Regions from separate parts of the Danio rerio genome. Here region 2 is linked to region 1. Evidence: chromatin contacts called from public Hi-C data. All regions are on one chromosome and are shown on one strand. The core of a region is the stretch at or near the end of the contact, and the rest is flanking DNA. Distances in the headings are between cores, read along the strand shown.

Region 1 (4,792 bases), core at 63-2,562:
GTTTTTCTTGTGTCTTCTGTACAGAAAAAGGTAAAGTCCTGAAGGTGCTCCACACCATAGAAGGAGCCTTTATCATCGCACAGTACTCCTTATTCCATGACGACAGTCCTGTCACCAACATGGCCATCGACCCCAAAAAGGTAGAGACCTGCTTTTTGAAACAAGACACTACAAGTGAAAAACTAAATAAATATATTTTAGTCAACATTGGAAGTGGTTTATCACCTTTCATCAAATCATTTTAAAACTATTGAACAACACCCATTTTGGTTTCAGGACAGTTTAGATTTTTTTTTTATCCACTTCGAATGTTGACTACTGTAGATAACATCACTTGAATAAATTATAATAATAGTAAATATAATATATATAATATGTAAATGATAACCATATGAAATATGTAAATGTTTAATTAAATATGTGCAAATTTGCATAGAGGTCTAGCACAAACATTTAAGCATTGGATAAAGTCACATTTAAAATACTTGTCTGTTTTTATTTATTTCTTTATTTGACAAAAGGAATTTTGGGAATCTTTTTTATGTATCACTCCATAATTCAGAAAATGGTGTACAGTTGAAGTCAGAATTATTAGCCCTACTGTCAAATATTTCCCAAATTATGTTTAATAGAAACATAATTTGTCTTATTTGATTTATTTTGGCTAAAATGAAAGCAGTTAAAAAAAAAAACATTTCAAGGTTAATAGTGTTAGCCCCTTATATGTGTTGATTAACTAAGATGCCTAATTAACCTAATATAGCTTTTAAAGTACACTTTAATCTGAATACTAGCATATTAAAAAATATCTAGTAAAATCTTATTTACTGTCATCATGGCAAAATAAATTAAAGAATACATATATATATATATATATATTTCAGGAGGGCTAATAATTCTGAAATTTGAACTGTATACATAATCTGACAAATTAAATCCCTCTGTATAAATCTTTATAATATACCTATGTATAAAAATGTTTGGTGTATATGAGTCCTGCTTGGAAAAATAGTCCAAACTCTCAAAAATGATGTGCACTGTGAACGAAAAACCTGCCTACAGTGTCTTGTTTTACATTAAAATAGGCCAATTTTAGCCTGCAATGCTGGATCACATTATTCTACTGTAATATAATAATATTTAACATTTTTACTTTACAGCGAAATGTAATTCAAAGGCTGTTCACATAGTTTTAAAAAATAGCGTTTGATCATAGGAGGCAGATGGCGCTTTCACCTCTGTATTGTGCTTTGTGCCAGGGTCATCTCTACATTGGCACACAACTTGAAGTGCAGCGCCTCCCTCTGGCGGACTGCGGTCGTTACGGTCTCAGCTGTAGGGAATGCATCCTTTCACGGGACCCATATTGTGCGTGGGACGTGCACAAGAAGAAGTGCACTGCGATCACCACAGGCAGCATTAACACCGGGTACATATGCACTAGCTAATGTAATAAACCAACAAATGATGCATCACTGCTTTCATTTCTGAAGTAAACCGATTTTTGTGTCTTTCTTTTTGAAATCAGAAGCCTTATTCAGACGCTTGACCACTCCAATGCCTCAATCTGTGGCGATGCTAAAGGTAGGTTGTTCAAAATATTTTTTGTTGTATTGTATTACATTACACTTTACAGCACTGACTGAGAAATTTGAAAGCGTTCCAAACTGTTTCAGCATCCTCCTGTTTCCTCTGAAACATCCAGTTTTCATTCCTTTCTTATCACTTGCCTGGGAGTATTTAATTTGGAACTTGTTAACCTTAAGTTACTTTGAAATAACTCAATAACTTGAAATAATAACATGCTTGTCATGCATATATTAATATATATTTGAGATAATGCTTATTTTATAAATTAAATATTTATATGTAATACAAAGTCGATGTAAATATAAATATAGGTAAATATTTAGTTGAATTTTTTTGCAATTTAGGTATTTTTTATTTATATAAACACAGTATTTATACACAGTGAGTACACACAATTAATGTAAATACAAACTTATTGTGGATGCGATCAGTCTTTTGAAAGCACTACTTTAGGCCTGTCACAATAATCAATATATTGACTTATCACACAAAACATGAACATGACCTCAATCATTTTTGGTGTTTTTGGTGCTGTAATATATATATCACCTTGTAATGAAGTTTACGGCCCTTTGGCCGCCGGGAAGAAGGAGGCGGAGAACCGACGCCGGTTTAAAATATTTATTAATAACAATGACGGCAGCTCCTCACGGAGACTGCCGCCTAAACCAAAAACAAACGGACGGCAGCTCCTCACGGAGACTGCCGTCAAACTGAAAGCAAAAGTAAAATAACATGCCCGAGCCCGGTCCTCTCTCGGCTTCCTCTGCCATCGGTCCTCCTTTTATGGTCCAGAGCTCCTTCCGTGGGATCCGAGGCAGGTGCGCACCGCACGTGTATCCACTTACGCGGTGGCCTCACCCCGTTCCCACGGCTCTCGGCCACGCCCCCTCGCCACATACCCCCATCTCCCATCACAGGCCGGGGGCACCCCGTGGCTGTGCATACTCCGGGGGGGGGGGGGGGTTTGGCGCCGCAGCACCCGCAAGACCTATATGAGACGGGCCGAGAGAAAAGGTGATGGAAAAAAAAGGAGGAAAGACAGAGTAGACCGAGAAAGGGGAGAGAGGAAAAAAAAAATAATAATTGGGGTTCGGTTCTCCAGACACGCTGCCACTCGGTCCTCCACCAGCTGAGAGATGCGACGACGTGCTGGGAGCCCTGTGGAGGAATCTATCCACCCGTCCGTCTTCTGGCGTCCGGCGGCGGTTCTCCTGGCTGGCTGGCGGCATTTCTGGTCTCCTGCTCCGCTCCCGCTTCGGTGGATGGATGCAGGCTCTGGCATCATGGCGGATCGCGGCGACTCCCCCGGGTTCTGTGGGATGGCTCCCTTCAGCTCTTTCCCTTCCGGCGGTGAGCCCCGCGTCCCCTGCTCCTCCCCATGCTGGGAGACGGCAGCAGGCAGATCCTTTCCTCGCCAGCCTCAGGCCGCCCCGGCACTCTGGGCAGACGGACGGGTTTCTCCCCCACTCGGGTTAACTCCCGAACACTCGCCCCCTCTCTCAGCTGCGAGGGCATCTGGACAACGCGTCCCTCCTTCTCCCGGGTTTCGGCACCCCTGTAATGAAGTTTACGGCCCTTTGGCCGCCGGGAAGAAGGAGGCGGAGAACCGACGCCGGTTTTAAATATTTATTAATAACAATGACGGCATCTCCTCACGGAGACTGCCGCCTAAACCAAAAACAAACGGACGGCAGCTCCTCACGGAGACTGCCGTCAAACTGAAAGCAAAAGTAAAATAACATGCCCGGGCCCGGTCCTCTCTCGGCTTCCTCTGCCATCGGTCCTCCTTTTATGGTCCAGAGCTCCTTCCGTGGGATCCGAGGCAGGTGCGCACCGCACGTGTATCCACTTACGCGGTGGCCTCACCCCGTTCCCACGGCTCTCGGCCACGCCCCCTCACCACACACCTATACAAAATACATTACTTGCAAAATTTTAGCTGATTTTAACATCTCTATTGGATGTGTCAGTGTCAGTATGGGTAAAAAAACACTTTAGTATTAACTATAAATTACCAACTGAAAATAAATCTGGTAGCAGATATTGCAGCCTCTGTTACTTTTTATCTTGCACTTTTTTTGTTAACATTTATTATTATTTATCTGGGATATACGTTTTCAGATTCTGATTCCAATATGTAAATTGTCAAAAGTACTATAATCAAATGAAATATTCTTAAGAATAAATGTAATGTAATGACTAAGGCGTTGTACTTTTACTTAAAAAAAAAAAAACTACAATTAAAATAAAAGGAAATTTAATGTATATGTATGTATGTAAGTATCTATGTATGTATGTATGTATGTATATATGTATGTATGTGTGTGTGTGTGTGTGTGTGTGTATGTATATATATATAGATGCGTGTGTGTGTGTTCATTAATTTTCCTTTTATTTTAATTTTGTTTTTTTTTTCATTTACAGTTTTTATTTAAAGATACAATTTTAATTATTTTTCTTTTTTTTAAATATTTCCTAAATTATGTGTGACAGAGCAGGGAAATTTTCACAGCATGTTTGATATTATTTTTTTCTTCTGGTGAAAGTCCTATTTGTTTTATTTTGGCTAGAATAAAAGCAGTTTTTAATTTTTTAAACACTATTTTAAGGTCAAAATTATTACCCCCTCGTTAAACCATCATTATACAATAATATATTATATAATAAACCTGCCTAGTTAACCTAATTAACCTAGTTAAGCCTTTAAATGTCGCTTTAAGCTGTATAGAAGTGTCATAAAAATATCTATTAAAATATTACTTTCAGTCATCATGGCAAAGATAAAATAAATCAGTTATTAGAAATAACTTATTAAAACTATTATGTTTAAATACGTGTTGAATAAACAAACAGGGGGGCTAAAAATTTGGGGAGGCTAATAATTCTGTCTTCCAACTGTATATTGCTAAATAAATAGGCACTGTCCTTAATGTACACTATAAGTACCACATAATCATTTCATCACACTAAAACATTTCCCACCATTCTCTAAAACAGCTCCTAAAGCCCGCAGCACTATCCCCAAAGAAGTTTTAGTAGATAAAGATGGGCCGGTCCTGCTGCCCTGCCCCGTTCGCTCCTATCACGCCTCTTACCGCTGGGAGAAAGACAACTGCATCAAGACGTACCCCTGCACCATCTCAGGCTCCTCCTGCGTCCTGGCTCCGACCCCCGAGCTGCCCTTGAAGGAGGGTGTTTT
Region 2 (4,370 bases), core at 1,461-3,960, 75 kb before region 1:
TTAAGAGCAATCACTATCTGTTCATTTGCTACTACAGCAGGGGAGTTCTCGAGATCTACCTGAGCTTAAAGTCTCCTCTCGCTTTGCAAATGGGAGGAAGCCCTGGGCTAGTGGATCTTATGAGCTCAAGGCTCTCTCCTGGGACAACCTGCCAAACAAGCTTTATAATCAATCACCAGCTAACTGTGAACTCTTGAAATAAGGTTAATTTGATTCAGCTTAAAAATTTAAGGCAACCAGGATTTTTTACAGTGTATTTATTGCTGATCATATTTACTGCAGTCTGTAAGTTTACAGTTTTCTCCAGCAACAAAAATAGATGTTGACAAGTTTGTTGTCTAGCTTTTTTGTCTAGCCTTTTGTCAACATGGATATCAGTCAGGAAGCATGTGTCTGTATCCATTTACTGTAACATCACAACTAAACTGCTCAAATTAATAAATGGTGGCCCCCATTGTCCAAAATAAATGTGTATTTTTTAAAATAACATAAATCTTCCATTGTTTTTTTCACTACATATTTAAGAAGCATACTTAATGTTTTATTACAGTTTTTCTCAGTCACTTTGGTAAATTTCTCAGAATTTAAATTCTCAAAACTACCAGTTCAACCTTCAGATTATTGTGTCACTTGTGCACATCAGAAAAGCAGTTTCTTGTTCCTTTGAACAGGTAGCAAATGCTTTTGTACATTCATGCAAATGATTATGTGCAATTCTCTGATATTTCCTACATTATCAGTTGCTTATGTCATGTTGATCAAACTGTAATATTTTGGTCTCTGTTGAACAGTCTCAACCCCACAACATTTAATTGTTGATTCATTACATAAGTCTTCACAGGCAAAATGGCTGAACAAGTTGACGTAATATGTCATAATGCAATTTCCTATACATTTGCATTAGACTTTTTTATTCTAAATCTGTCAATAACTGGCAAATTTATCCCAAATTTATCCCAGGCTTTACTTCTTCTAATGGAGGTCTAAAAGGAGGTTGTCCTATGTTCACATTTCTTTTTTCTTTTTTTTCTTTGTGCAATGCAGTTTTGTATTTTCTTTTCTGTATCCCAATGACATGATCTGTCAACAAATTACAGTACAAATAGCTAAAAATAGTTGCCATAGTTTACATCAGAACTCCCATTCAGAGCACACTATTGTATTGACAACATGACTAAGTAATTTGATTGTCTTATCCGCACACAATGACTTGTCATTCTGACGGCACTGACTTGTTCATTGATACAGAAATGTAGTTTTGAGAGATGAACTAAAGACTTTGAGCAAGAGACTGACTTTTGCAGGTAACCCATGGTGTTTTGCTATTTGTACGCGTTGTTTTGAGAAATGCACTTACTGTTTTGCAAATTTCAATTCTGAGCTGAGAAATGTACCAAAGCGATTGAGAAAAATTGTAAGCCACATAAGTCTTAATTCCCTGGCTTCCTTTTCAAATGTAACTATAGGTCTTAAAATGTGCTTTTTACAAATTACCTACTTGGATTTTTATGTAAGGAAACTAAAATAGCATTTTATGAGTCATCAAGGACCATGTATTTAGCTAAAAATAATCTTCTTTAATGGTAAAGTAAAGAAAAAAGTAATCTCATCTCAGGTGAACTAGGGGTGAGTAGCCTAAATTAACAGAAATTTTCACTTGTATATCAGTTCCCTTTACCTTACCCTTACCTGTATGGGCATATTGATTGTCTGAAAAAAAATGCAATGACAGACAGACAGTAGATAGACAGACAGGCAGACAGACAGACAGACAGACAGACAGACAAACAGATAGATAGATAGATAGATAGATAGATAGATAGATAGATAGATAGATAGATAGATAGATAGATAGATAGATAGCATACAATTCCAAATAAATAACTGACATTTCCAGAAACTGAAAGATTTTCCTCATTGTTTTTACTGAGGTGAAGTGTATGTACAAGCACAGCATTACTAGAAACACATTAAGCAAGAACATTCCAATCACTGTAGTCACACATAAAATTACATAAAACAAGCCATCTTTAACTATCTATTTTCCAGAGAAGAGATAAACAGGCTTTTTATCCCCAATGAAGAAGAAATCTCTAACCCAATCTAATAACACTCTCGGCACCCTGAAAGGCGAGATTGAATTGTCAGGCTTTGTAGGCTGTTTACTCACCAGGCCATTGTACTCCCTCTTGTGAGTGATTTTCCAGCTCTCCCAAGCCTCATCCAGAGAGAGATTGTCCAGAGAGTGAGCCAGTCCACACCACAGCACCACCAGCAGAGGGAATCCGCCAAATCTACCCATTCTGACCTGCAGTCAAAGGTGCAAAATCACACACAGAGAACTATTTAGCTTTTATGTTAACTGTAAACGACAAGCAAAAACGAAACTGGCGTTGCAAATTATTTCGGTCGGTTTAGAGAAGTAACCTAAGTTATTGAGAACTGAAATGAGCAAGAAGAAATGCACCATTTTGTTACAGTAAAACAAACGCTCTAAAATATATTACAAAAGCTTTGTAAACAGAAAACGAAAGCTGTACCGAGCACTTCTATTGTTTCGATATGTTAATATTTACGAGTACACCATATTAAAGTAGTTAACATATAAACAATGCACACTTGAGTCGAGAGTCTGATTACCTGAGCGATTTCCAAAAGTTCAGAACAACAGAAGGCTGCGGGATTGAAACGGTCGATGGCCTCTTTTTATGAGGAAGTTTTGAGGAAGTTGCTCTTGTTGAGGGGAAGGGAAGAATATCTGGAATAGATTAAACACCAGCCCAAACGATGATGTCAGGGGTCAGGTTACAGTTTTAGGAAAAGCGGGAAGTTGGGAGTAGTGTATATGCAAGGGGATAATGCCCCTGTGCTATTAAACTATACCATAACCATTATATCTCTCATAATGTATAAGAGAAATGGGAAAATGAATAAAGAATGTCATTTAAATTACTAAATTACATTTAGTTTGCAGTCTGAAATGACTACGACGTGTGGCAAAAATGCCTCCAAAAATGCATTTTATATTTATTAGATGTAAAGCTGACTTTTATAATTTTTTAGTGGCATTTGTATTTCTTTGCATTTTTTATTAGCATTATTTCTTAAATAATTATTTATTTATTATTTAACACTTAAAAGTACATATGCTTCTCCCCCAAACATTTCTTTTGACCCCAATATTAAAACTCATCCAAGCCCTATAAACAGGTTGCAGAAAATATATTTGTATGTGAAATTTACTAAAACTATTGTAGAGACTCCTTGTCTTATTTCCCATTCCAACTAATATTAAAACATTTTTCATCTGTCATAAACAAATAAATTTTGCCTGACAAAAGTCTTGTCACCTATCCAAGTTTTAGGAGCAACAAATAATAGTAGCTTGACTTCTAGTTGATCATTTGGTATCAGAAGTGGCTTATATGAAAGGCACAGACCTCTATATCATGCAAATTTGGCCAAAATATAATATGATCATGTCTTGATTTTTACTTATTTAATTAGGATAGTAAGGTCTGACTTGCCTAGACAAAAGTCTTGTCACTTAACAGAAATAATATACAGTATATAATATAAAGTCATTGTGCAGTGAAAATAAGAATGGATATTGTGTATGACTCCCATGAGCTCGGAAGACTGCATCCATACATTTCTGCAATGACTCAAATAACTTATTATAAAGTCATCTGGAATGGCAAAGAAAGCGTTCTTGCAGGACTCCCAGAATTCATCAAGATTCTTTGGATTCATCTTCAATGCCTTCAATACTCCAGACATGCTCAATAACGTTCAGGTTTGGTGACTAGGCTGGCTAATCCTGGAACACCTTGACCTTTGTTTTCAGGAACTTTGATGTAGATGCTGAAGTATGAGAAGGAGCGCTATCCTTCTGAAACATTTGCCCTCTTCTGTGGTTTGTAATGTAATGATGTTGCCATCCACACTGCAGATCTCCCATACTGAATGTAACCACAAATCATGATTTTTTTCTTCACCAAACTTGACTGTTTTCTGTGAGAATCTTGGGTCTATGCAGGTTCCAATAGGTCTTCTGCAGTATTTGTGATGATTAAGATGCAGTTCAACAGATGATTCATCTGAAAAATCTACCTTCTGCCACTTTTCCAAATGATCAACTAAAAGATAAACTATTATTTGTTGTTTTAGCAATTTGCCAAGTTTTTTGTCAATTTGAATAAAGATGCATGTGATTTACTGATAAACATTCTCATTTCAGCTCATCTTCAGTCAGCTGACAGTTTTTACTCGTCAGGCTGGTTATTATCTGACGGATGCAAACTTATGACTTCAAACTCAGTATTAATAAATAGCATCTTTCTCAGGGTCATTCTCCAGGGGCCCTGTTA

The links. A called contact is a pair of places that touch in the nucleus more often than the background predicts.
Region 2: a Hi-C map of embryo shows a contact between it and region 1, with 2.6 times the contacts expected there. The contact joins the promoter of ctsk here to the enhancer-like site in region 1. A contact is called at or near these places in 3 of 18 Hi-C or Micro-C datasets (caudal fin, embryo and an unstated tissue).

Annotation. Positions count from the first base shown.
Region 1 is chr16:32,554,026-32,558,817 of GRCz12tu, reverse strand. It overlaps si:ch211-113g11.6, which reads left to right. Exons shown (of 10, transcript NM_001126391.1): 8 at 25-140; 9 at 1,260-1,413; 10 at 4,591-4,792. Among named protein-coding and RNA genes, the nearest start is that of tlr18, 12 kb to the right of the region's middle. Within about 2 kb of position 1,312, at least 4 of the 62 cell types and tissues checked have an H3K27ac peak or open chromatin away from gene starts, as enhancers often do.
Region 2 is chr16:32,630,860-32,635,229 of GRCz12tu, reverse strand. ctsk (cathepsin K) reads right to left here and starts at 2,710. Exons shown (of 8, transcript NM_001017778.1): 1 at 2,641-2,710; 2 at 2,171-2,308. The coding sequence starts at 2,302.